Regions from separate parts of the Podarcis muralis genome. Here region 2 is linked to region 1. The links are chromatin contacts, called in public Hi-C maps. All regions are on one chromosome and are shown on one strand. Each heading gives the region's core, a stretch centred on a gene start, on an enhancer-like site or on the middle of the called end of the contact. The rest is flanking DNA. Distances are from core to core; before and after follow the strand shown. Region 1 holds the start of PIM1 (Pim-1 proto-oncogene, serine/threonine kinase). Region 2 holds the start of C5H6orf89 (chromosome 5 C6orf89 homolog).

Region 1 (5,834 bases), core at 2,328-4,827:
TTATTATCAGAAAGCCTCTAGTGCTTGCCAAAAGTAATGTAACTTCTTGCATTGAAGCCTGGATTTGAGCCAATGAAACTTCAATCTACTTTTAACAGAAGAACTTCTTCAGAGAAGCTGTCAGCCATTTCTAACAGAGAAATCCTATACGGCAACTGTGCTGGGGGCAGAGACAGGCTGCTGCTCTGCAGGCAGCACGGACATTGTATGGAGCATCCTTTGCTAGATGGGGGCAAGTTGCAGTACTTGTCTTTACATATGTATGTTGCAATGTGCAGACACACAGTCACATGCATATATGTATTCTATGCATTTAATAAACTTTGAGTAAGAAAGAATTCCGTTTTTGAAGCATAACTGTGCTTAGAAAAAGTTGTGGGACACAGACTCAGTGGTAGAGCTTATGCAAAAAGCCCACATTCAATTCCCACCTTTTCCAGGGACGAATGGGAGTGACTCTGTCTCAAACCACTACCAGTCAAATGTAGACAATACTGAGTGGTCTGACTCAGTGGTCTGACTCAGTATATAAAGCAGTTTCTTTACATGGGCGTACCCAGGATTTTTGTTGGGGGGCAGGACTTTTGTGGGGGGGCAGAACCTACATGATTGGTCAGTTAGTTAAGTATCTCTATTGTTTTACTTGATGGGGGGGCAGCTGCCTCCCTGCCTCCCCTTGACTACACGCCCATGGTTTCTTATGTTCTTATATAGGTTGTGGAGCTCTTTGGGTCATAGAAAAAACACTTGTCATTCAAGAAAGTGTTTTTATGGGTCCAGAGAAGGACAGCATCGCCTACAATATTATCCCCAAGGGAAGCCGCATGTGATTCGTAGCCTATCAATACTACTTGAGGGTAGCAACCTATATCACACTGGGCAATTGTAATCACCCTGCTTCATTCTGTCATTTTTTTCTTAGATGCCTTCTGATAAATTTAATTCAGAAGTAAAGAGACAATAAGTATCCCAGCTATGTTCCTTTTACAAATATTACCACTTGCCTATTTTTGGTTGTTTTATTCCTTTTGGGTATGGATATATACAGTTTTATGACTATAGAATAATAGAAGTGCTGAAAATGGAAACATAAAAACAATATTATGCTATGCCCTCATCTTGCACATTAATTTATCTTTCTTGATAATAGCAAGGTTTGAGGACATTTTATGCACTTCTGACTAAAATGTTTAAATAACTGAAGATACAAACCAGGAGTAAGTATTTGCTCTTTTTCTAAGTCAAGCTGCATTTTCTCTTTCGAGTTTCATTTACATGACAAAAATCTGTCTGTTTCACTTGTATTTATAGAGAGTTTCACTTTCAGATTACAATAGTTGGCTTCCGAGGAAGTTAGTGTTTGCTTGTTTTTTAAACAGCTGCTCCCTTCCACTTCACAGGAAAGAAAAATGTTGCAAAATGATTTGCTGTTTTTAATTATTTCTGCAAGCTTACTTATGGAGAATAAACACAAGGGCAAAACTTGTTCTGACAGTCACCCTTTAAAGGTTGCATGTTTTTACCTTTGTACCACAATATACACATATCATCCTCTGCCAGAACAGGACAAAGGTTGCAAAAATCTTTACTGGGAACAGTGTCAGCTGTTAAAAGCAGTCAATAAAAGGAACTTCATGAGATTTTCTGCCAGGTGCAATTACAAAATATTGCATACAATTACATTCCAGCAGAATTGGAATTCATGCGATATAGCATAGGAATTTATGAAACTCTTACACTTGTACACTTCCAGTGTCACCACAGTGCAAAGTGTATCTAAACAGTTGCTATGCTCTTGTTATGCTAGTTTCTCCAAAATGAAATACCAAATTTAAACAAATTTCTGTTGACAATGTGACTTGTCCTTATCGAAGTATAGTAATTCCTGTCCTATGGGATATACAGCCAGTATCAGATGAGATGTTAATACTCTGCTGCTTCAAACAGAACACCTCATGGCCTAATTGGCTGCTGTAAGCATGTGTTCTAATCTTACCTTTATCTCTACTATCATTTAGCACTTTCTATTCCAGAGACAAGTGCGTGAGCTCAACTGATAGTGTATCAGGAGTTACCTGAGAAAATAAGAACATAAGACCAGCCCTATCAGATCAGTTCAAAGGCCCTTCTAGTCCAGCATCCTGGTCTCACTGCCCAGCCAGATGCCTATAGGTCCTGCCCACAAGCACCCTCATGTTCCCCAATGACTGACATTCAGAGTCATGGTGCCTCTGCTCTGGCAAGTAGTACATACAGCCAACATGGTCAGTAGTCACTGATAGCACTGTCCTCCATGAATTTGTCCAATGGCCTTTAAAGCCAGTTGCAGCCATCCCTATACCTTGCAAATTCCATCATGAGCTGTGTATAATAGTACTTCCTTTTTGTCTGTCCTGAATACCCCACATTCAGCTTTTTCAAAGGTCCCTCCATTCTGCATATGCATTTGATAACTTATGTTGGAAGGGTTTGATCACTGGTATTTGAACTCGAAACCTCCCATGCCTCATCAGTATCCATGTTCTGTTGGCTGTTGTTGTTTTTAATTAATTGCTGGACCAATTATCTTGCAAATAGTCCTGTAATTATTGTTCATAATGTATCTATCAGTCTCGTCCTGGAATTTTTCTCTCTGCTACATTCTTGTGTAACCAAGAAATGAACCTGGGAAAGGCTTATGCAAATACAGGACCATTGTTCCATTCATTTCGATGGCAAAAAGTACATGTGTAGCAATGCGGAACATGGAACAATTTTCATTCCTCCCCAGGCCTCGGAGTAACTAGGAGCTGGTTTGGCCACCACGCCACTCTCTCCAAATGCACACCCTAAGCCCATCACATGGCTGCCATTCACTCCTCAGCAGCGGGCGAGGGGGAAATCCTGCACTTGAGCACGCTACTTATTTATTTCGCAGCATTTTTGAACAACTTAATCGTGAAAAAACTGTGGCGATGGCAACATGATTGGCAGTCGCCATCCTTCCCGCCCCCGTGAAGAGGCATCTGTGCTGGAACGGGCTGCACGACAGGCAGATATTTAAAAGGCTGCCAATGAAAATATTGCAACGATAGGGAAATCAGCACCTGCTGAATTTCTGCCTAGCATGCAGCTAATGAATGAATGAATGGCGCAGGTGGCAATGGGGAATTATTTCCTTGAAAGAGCCCAACGCATGGGAGATGGAGGGCATATTATATCTGTGGCGAGCAGCGAGTGACTAAGAGAGGAGGACTGCCCTTTGCCAGAGCGGAGCAGCCCCCGGGGAGCCTGTCTCGCTCATTGTCTTCTCCCTTTTTCCCGCCACAGGTCCCGAGCAAGCCTCGCTCCCCTCCGCGCCCCCCTCTGCCGCCCCCTCCTCCTTCCCCCCCTCTCTTTGGCGCCTTTTCCTTCCCGCCACGTCGAGTCTCTTTCCATTCTGACGGAGAGCCGAGGCGCGGGCTGGCGGCTGCGGCGCCGATTGGCCGGCTCGGCGCCGGTGGGCGGAGCTTCGCCGCTGTTGGAGACCTGCCCGCCGGCTCTCCCCGGCTCCGCCCCAGCGCTGCTCCCTCCCACTTTACTACAGGCGGCTGAGGCCGGGGCCGTCGCGCCACACGGGAGGGAGCAGGCTGGCCCGGCACGACCCCGCCCGCAGCTCCCGCCCGTGCCTCGGAGACGCCAACCCAGCAGCAGCAGCAGCAGCAGCAGCAGCTGCCTCAGAGACGCCGCCGGTCCCGGCCTGCTTGGAACACGCGGACGGGGCGGGAATGTTGCTCTCCAAGATCAACTCCCTGGCCCACCTGTGCTCCGCGCCCGGAGGGGACCTGCACCCGGTCAAGCCCCTGCCAGGTCAGCCACACCGGAGGGGCAGAGGATGGATGGGGGGGGGGGTCGGGCGGCCTGCAGGCGCCCCTCACGGTCGGTCGGGGTCGTGAGGCGAAGGCGGGGCTGGGGTGGCGGCCAGGGGTTTGTTTTGTTTGGGGAGCGGCTGATGCGGAGAGATCGGGCGGGAGAGAGAGCAGCGTTGCTGAGGAGGCGCAATGGACTGACCTCCCCCCTCTCTCCCCATCCCTCGTTTTCTCTCCCTTCGCAGGAAAAGAAAAGGAACCCCTGGAGAAGTTGTACCAGGTGGGCCCGCTGCTCGGTAGTGGCGGCTTCGGCTCGGTCTACTCGGGGACCCGGCTGGCGGATGGAGCTCCGGTGAGTGCTTGGCCGCGGGTGGATTGTGCTCCCATTTGCTCCCCATCGCTCTCCCTCTACGTTTTCCCCTCACTCCAATTTTCTCCCCAAAAAATACCCCTTCCATTCATTCCAGTCCCCCCTCCCTCCCCGCCACCCATGGCATTTTTTTCTACCGGTCCTGTTCGCTCACTCCATTTTCCCCCTTTAATCTTCGTAGGTGGCGATCAAGCATGTGTCCCGCGACCGGGTTTCGGAATGGGGGGAATTGGTAAGTGTTTGATCGGAGGAATGCCTCCGTGTTGCTCGAGAGAATCTCTTTCAGCTTTCAGTGATCTGCCACAATGCAGGTCGATTGATTCTCCTATTCATGAATCCTGTTTTCTCTCTCTCGCCCCCCCCCCCCATCACATTGCAGCCTGGTGGAACGAGGGTACCGATGGAGATCTTGCTCTTGAAGAAGGTTGGCTCTGGCTTTCGGGGCGTAATCCGGCTCCTGGATTGGTTTGAGAGGCCAGACAGTTTTATTTTGGTTTTGGAACGGCCTGATCCCGTGCAGGATCTCTTTGATTTCATCACGGAGCGGGGTGCTCTGCCCGAAGACTTGGCTCGCAGCTTTTTCCGTCAGGTTTTGGAGGCGGTTCGACATTGTCACAGCTGTGGGGTTCTGCACCGGGATATCAAGGACGAGAATATCCTGATTGACCTGAGCAGTGGAGAGCTCAAACTTATAGACTTTGGATCTGGAGCGCTGCTCAAGGACACAGTGTACACTGACTTTGATGGTGAGTCTTGTCAATTTCCATTCACTGCTTCGAGCCAGGGAATTTCCTCTTTGAAACACTGTGTTCCCGGGGTTTGAGTGCTTTGCAGCAATGGAACATGTTCTTCCTCTGAGCTGTAGGACTTGTTCTTCTTATGAAATACATTTTATCCTGATTGCCTACACAGTTTCTGTTGATAGGCGATTTAACTCCAATCAACTGCTAGACTTTGCTAATGGTTTTCTTTATGAGCCTGAACCTACTGTCTTATTTGTGGTGTGAAAATAGAAAGTGAAGGAACCAGGCAGTAAATATGTTGTAAATCTGAGTGGCTACTAATTCACTTGTGAGGGAGTGCAGAAGTGCAAGGCTGAATGTAAACATGTTTGCAGGCATACTGTTCAAAACCTTGAATGCTAATCAAAATCTGTAAAGGGAAAATCTTAAAGTACGTGGATTTCTATCTTTCTAAAACTGATAGATGACTGAAAGGGTTTTGTAGTTTGTCCCTACAAAGAGCAGAGTACAAAAAAGCGGAGGAGGTAGTTGCTAAGATCTGCTGCCTCTGCCACCTCACTAAATTAATCATTTTAAATGGAAAGTTGCTTTTCCGTCATGGCATGAATGTTGTGAAATCTAATCTGGAAGAGATCTGTTTACATTCATCTCACTTTACCTTCCCTGCTAAGAAGCACAAATCAATAATTTGCTTAACAAAATGTGCATGTGTGGGGGAAAAGGGATTCAAGTATTGAAGATTTGAATAGAAATGCGAGCTGTTCACAGACATTAATTGTTTCCAGAAAACAAACCAAGCTTCTAGCCGTTGCTAACGACTCTTTTCATGAGCTGTTGACTTTCAAAAAATCACGGCTGGCTTTCAGTTTGGTTTGTTTGTGTGTTTTTTGCCTC
Region 2 (5,834 bases), core at 846-3,345, 300 kb before region 1:
GAGCATAGGAACTTCAGATGGAGTATGCAGTGTGAAACATGCTATCACTTGTGGACTGAAAGAAAACAGAGGAGCTTTATCATATTGTTTTACTGGCCTAACAATTCCTGTGTTATCAACTGTTTGATGGTTTAACTGGTTAATTGTGTAATTATTATCACTGTACTTCCCCCCCCCACTGCATTTCATTTCCCTTTGACCTCACTGTTTATAATTCCTCCCACCCCATCCCATACCTGCAAGTCAAGATAACAATTTCAGCTTCCAATAAAATGGACTGTAACATATGCAAGTGTATGCTATTGTGTTAGTCTTTAAGATGCCACAAGCCCCATGGAAATCTCAAGATTCTGTACAGCACAGAAACATAAGAACAGTCAGTGGCCCATCTTGTCCAGCATCCTGTTCTCACAGTTACCAACTAGATGCCTGTGGCAAACTAGCAAGCAGAATTTGAGCAGAAGAGCACTCATCTGTCGTGTGGCTTCCAGCAACTGGTATTTGGAAGCATTGCTGCCTTCCGACCATGAAAGCAGAGCATAGCCATCATGGCCATGAATTTATCTAATTGTCTTTTAAAGCGATCCAGGTTAGTGGCCATCCCTGTCTCCTGGGGGAGCAAGTTCCATAGTTTGACTATGCACTGTGTGAAGAAGTACTTGAAACCACAGGTACTTGGGTTTTTATTTTATTTTTGCAAACATATATGTTTCTGCTTACTTAGGGATTCCTAGGAGTATATAGAAATCACTACCTTCTTTTTGGGTGCCCCAGTTTTCCTTGCAAATAGACATTGCACTCAAGCACCTAATGAAGGGAATGAGGATGGTGGTTCTTAGCTATAGCCTACTTTCCTGAAATGACTGAATGAACGTTGAGGAAATCGCCAGGGAACCTGTTTGAAAATGCCATCTACCAACCCTGCTACACTATGAGTCCAGGGCTGGCAATGAAGACTGCAGTTCCATGGCTCTTACTACTTGGAAGTAAGCCCCACTGAATTCAGTGGACTTAACCTCCACATACAGTATTTTGCATCAGGTTTGGTCTCACAGAAGCCATCCTGGACGACATTCTTACAACTGTTCAAGAAGACAAGTAGTGCAAGCCGATTTGTGTCTGCCCAGAAGTAACCTCCCCCCCAAGAGTTCAGTGTAACTTCCTCCCAGATATCTAGCTACCTATCCAACAGCAGCCACGAAATTAAAAGACGCCTGCTTCTTGGGAGAAGGGCAATGACAGGCCTAGACAGCATCTTGAGAAGTAGAGACGTCACCTTGCCAACAAAGGTCCATATAGTTAAAGCCATGGTTTTCCCAGTAGTGATGTATGGAAGTGAGAGCTGGACCATAAAGAAGGCTGATCGCCGAAGAATTGATGCTTTTGAATTACGGTGCTGGAGAAGACTCTTGAGAGTCCCATGGACTGCAAGAAGATCAAACGCATCCATTCTGAAGGAAATCAGCCCTGAGTGCTCACTGGAAGGACAGATCGTGAAGCTGAGGCTCCAGTACTTTGGCCACCTCATGAGAAGAGAAGACTCCCTGGAGAAGACACTGATGCTGGGAAAGATGGAGGGCACAAGGAGAAGGGGGCGACAGAGGACGAGATGGTTGGATAGTGTTTTCGAGGTTACCAGCATGAGTTTGACCAAACTGCGGGAGGTAGTGGAGGACAGAGGTGCCTGGTGTGCTCTGGTCCATGGGGTCACGAAGAGTCGGACACGACTAAACGACTAAACAACAACATCCATCTGTGACGAAGCCCCTTCATTCACACCCTAGACCCTAATGGTCTTTTAGGCTTCCTCCACGTGAATAGGAGTTCACTTTTTGAATAATAAGAATTACGGTATATGTCAGAGGAGGGGGTGGGGATAAGGATTTTAGAGATGCTTAGAAAGGGCACGGCCAAAAAAAGGTTGGGAACCACTGCCCTAGACAGAGGATGCCAGCCAGCATCCCGCTGCCAGTTAGTGTGGAGCAAAACGGGCTCGGCGGGTTTTGACTCAGCAGAGTCCGCTTCCTCGGGGCGCAAGCCCCGCTGACCGCCAGGGTGCGGCCTTCCACGTGACGGGGCTGCACCGCACAGCCGGAGGGCCGCTGACCACCAACTGGCGGCCATGGGCGGTGGCTTCTTGAACCGCGGCGAGCTAGAGCCCCTGTCCGGGGAGGTGGGGCGGCCGTGCAGGCGAGGCGAAAGTGCTGCGGGGAATCTGCGGCCTCGCTCCCGTTCCGCAGCCCGGAAGCAGGAAGCGCCAGGCCCAGCCCTCCTCCTCGCCTGCACGGGGAGCGTCGCTCCCATGCTCGCTGCGCTCCGCCTCTCCAGTCTGGTGGGAGCCACCCGGGCGGCGGTTCATGGGGTGAGGAGGCGCGTGGGCGAGGGAGGGCCGCTTTCAAGTGAAGGCGGGAGAAGCCTCCGGGTGGGGGTGGGGTCTCTTGGCCGCTTGGTGCGGGTGGGGATGGGGGTCTCGTCGGGAGCCTGGGCATGACAGGGGAGAAGGGCAGCCCCAAAGGCGGGGCGGACTGTCCCAGGCCGACTGCCCCCTTCGGAGGAGACCGGGGTGTGGGAGGCCAAAGGCCTCCATGCTCCTGTCAGTGGCCGGTGCTTTCCTCGCGCCCCACAGCTTGGAATGTCAGTGGCGGTCAGTGGGAGAGAAAAAAAGGGGGGTGTTTTAAGGGGTAGCAGTAAGTTCCATAAATTGTGGTCCAGCGCTCCCTTAAGTGGGTTCTAACATGTACGGTGTTTCCCAGTTAGCTGAGTATTTTGGACCCCCTGTTTTTCGAAAGCCAAGTCACAGAACCCCTCCTTTTGTAAATATTGATAACTCCAGGGTAGTTTTTGTTATATGAATGGTGCCAAGGACCCCCTGGGTGGGTTACACGGATTCCCTGGGGTCTGTGGACTAGCAACTGGGAAGAACCACTGCCTAGCAGAAATCTGGAAGTTTGTGTTCGACATAAATAGGCCTGTGCTTTTGTCATTTGTGCATGTCGAGGATCATATTTCTTGCAGCTGGTGTTTACAATCTCACCAGTGTTACATAATCCCTGAAGGCGTATAGGGTTAGAATCTCAGGTATGTTGTTGATTTCATACAGGTGAATGAATGAATGCTAGAATGAGTTCCTGTGTCATTTATGCTGAGTCTTGTGAATGTTGGCAGTTTCATGAGACTTTTACAGTAAGTGATGAGGCTTTACCTCTTCATGCATATGCACATAAAGTAAAACAGGGCTGCATTATAGATTTGCAAAGTCAGCCATGCAATGTAAATGCCCCATTTCAATTCAGACTCGAGTAGTGTCTCTAAGGCTTCAATCCTGTGTTGTTGGGGGGAAGCCAAACAGCGTGGCTTACTTCTGAGTAGACATGCATAGAAGTGTGCTGTTAAAACAAAACTGTTCTAACCATTATGGGGTATTCTTACTTCTGAGTTATCTCTTTAAGTCTGAATTATCCCTTGGCTACAAAAATGTGAGACCAGAACAAATCTGAAGGTCATATTGTCCATCCCTCTCCATTGATGCAGCTCCTTATTCAATTAACAACGGTAGAGGTTAGAACGTGGTACATTAAAGAAGTCGACAGAAAGCAGTGTCTACATCTAGTGACTGAAATCTAGGTGGCTCAAGGGAGCCACAGATGATCTATAGTTTTTCTTTCTTTGCTGCAGAGGGCAAGAAAAATCTTAGGTTCTCAAACCAGTCTCACCTCGAGAAAGTTTGTTGCCCAAATCTAGATTCTAACTAGGCCCGTTGATGCAATCCTGTAAAATAGGAAATTGTACTAGATTTAATATCTAGTTGAAAACATATTAACTGATGTATATACTATGTTATGTAAGACAATTATGTGAACATATATTAAAAAAATCACTTTGTAAAGCATTATCTGGAGGCAATTGACTTATAGCATGCCTGGATAGCTCAAGTGATTATAATGCCAAAGTTGCAGGTTTGATCCCTGCATTGCAGGGGGTTGGACTAGATGATCTTTAGGTTCCCTTCCTACGATTCTATGATTCTATGCCAGTTTCCTCATCTCCAACAAATTCAGAGGTTGATTTGACCCCACCCCCTTGTTCCCAATGTAGATCTTTATTCTCCCATTGTTTCTGATGTAGATCTTCACTCACTCTTTCTTCCTTGGGGTGGGACACACACAAACCATTTTGTGGTTTGACTTAGGTGCCAAAATGTATTGGGCTGGCCCTGCTTCTGCACACACTTCCTATTTTGGGGGGGAATTGTGCTGGGTGTTTTCTTCCCAGGGCTGAATCCAACACAGGATCAGGAATTGGGTCTGACTGTGTGTATGAAGATCAGAGCTGCTGTTGCTGCTTGCTTGTTTTGGAGTGTTGGATCTCACAAGGAAGTCAGAATTCTAAAGCACATCTTTTGCTGGGAAAATGCTATATAAACAATAGTAATACAGCTGTAAACCTGTTGCATCCTCCTGTTGATACATAGCTCATTTTGGACTCTCTCTCTTTACTTAGAAATTAAGCATTTCTCCTGCCAGTACATGATTGCATAGAGGCATCATACACCAGGACCTTGAGGGGTACTTCAGGAATGGCTTGACCCTCTACATATTTCCTCCTTTCAGTATCCTCTTGTCACATCTTTAGTTGTACGTGGGTGGGTTGGCCTTGATACTAAATTGTTGAGAGTTTCATAAATAACAGAGTACCCTTGCAGTAAAGAAATTGTGAATGAAAGGTTTGATAACTGAATGGTAGTTTGGTGCTAAAACGGATGTTTAACAAATGCTAAACTATAAGAAGGCTCAAAAGTTTACCTGTAAGTCTGCTTGTGTATGTTGTTCTTGCTCTCTCTTGACCAGAAATAGGTTTTGTGAGTCAGATCCTCATTTGTAAAAAGTGGACCTTTTGTGAAATAGCTTTTGTGCTGCCTTGAGAAAATAAAACTTCACTGTGTATACCATATTTACTCAAGTCTAATACGCCATCGAATCTAACGCACACCTCAATTTTTGCAATGTAATTTGGCCAAAAAGGTGAGCATTAGATTCGAGTAAATATGGTGGTTTCTGTCTGTAAATGTATCTAATCCAGCATTCGCTATGGCTTCCCATGTTTTCTTGGAAATTCACAAGCAGGGCATGAAGGCAACCACTTCCTATTAGGTGGTACTTGTAGTTGTAGGACAAAGAGCCTTGGCCTAGCATGTTTGTAATGCCACAAGATTTTGTGGACTACATTCCACTTCCTTAGATGTCTATGAAAGCTTTTACCATAATATGTTTGTGTACAGTTGCATCTAACTAAGTCATTGCATGAGGAAAACAGTGAAACAGCTTCCACTGGTTTAATAGAAGTTCCTCTCCTTCTCCTACCCCCAGCTCCATCAGCTCTGAAGGGTTGGAGAACCCCCACCGTAGATGGAGGGGGGGAGGAGGAAAGAGAGAAGTTATATTGCATGAGTGACATTATTCCACTCGCACAGTGACTTCATCCCTCTCTGTGCCAATTCGTGCATTTTCAATGTAAACAATGATACATTTATAGTAGTCGTTATGTGTTTTACTTAGATGAACAAACTAGCCCTATTTTAGAATGTTTAAAATCAAGGATCTGGGTGGAGTTTAATGTTAATGAGACCTCACAGCCAGCTTTGTAATTTTAACACAAAGAAACCTTGCTTTGATTAGGAATTTGCTGTCCTTTCCTATGATCTTCTTTGAGGCACTGGAATATCTTGTTTCTTAACGTTTTGAATTTTCCCTAATAGGATTTTTCACCAGAGGACATGGAGCTTTCTGCCAGCGAACTCAGCATTTATGATAAACTCTCGGAGACCATTGACTTAG

The links. A called contact is a pair of places that touch in the nucleus more often than the background predicts.
Region 2: a contact with region 1 is called in a Hi-C map of tail, with 4 times the contacts expected there. The contact joins the promoter of C5H6orf89 here to the promoter of PIM1 in region 1. A contact is called at or near these places in 2 of 3 Hi-C or Micro-C datasets (blood and tail).

Annotation. Positions count from the first base shown.
Region 1 is chr5:55,585,844-55,591,677 of rPodMur119.hap1.1, reverse strand. PIM1 (Pim-1 proto-oncogene, serine/threonine kinase) reads left to right here and starts at 3,577. Exons shown (of 6, transcript XM_028733992.2): 1 at 3,577-3,828; 2 at 4,073-4,179; 3 at 4,379-4,429; 4 at 4,577-4,943. The coding sequence starts at 3,747.
Region 2 is chr5:55,884,249-55,890,082 of rPodMur119.hap1.1, reverse strand. C5H6orf89 (chromosome 5 C6orf89 homolog) reads left to right here and starts at 2,095. Exons shown (of 8, transcript XM_028733995.2): 1 at 2,095-2,362; 2 at 5,756-5,834. The coding sequence starts at 2,123. RAB44 (RAB44, member RAS oncogene family) reads left to right here. Exons shown (of 15, transcript XM_077928873.1): 15 at 1-287.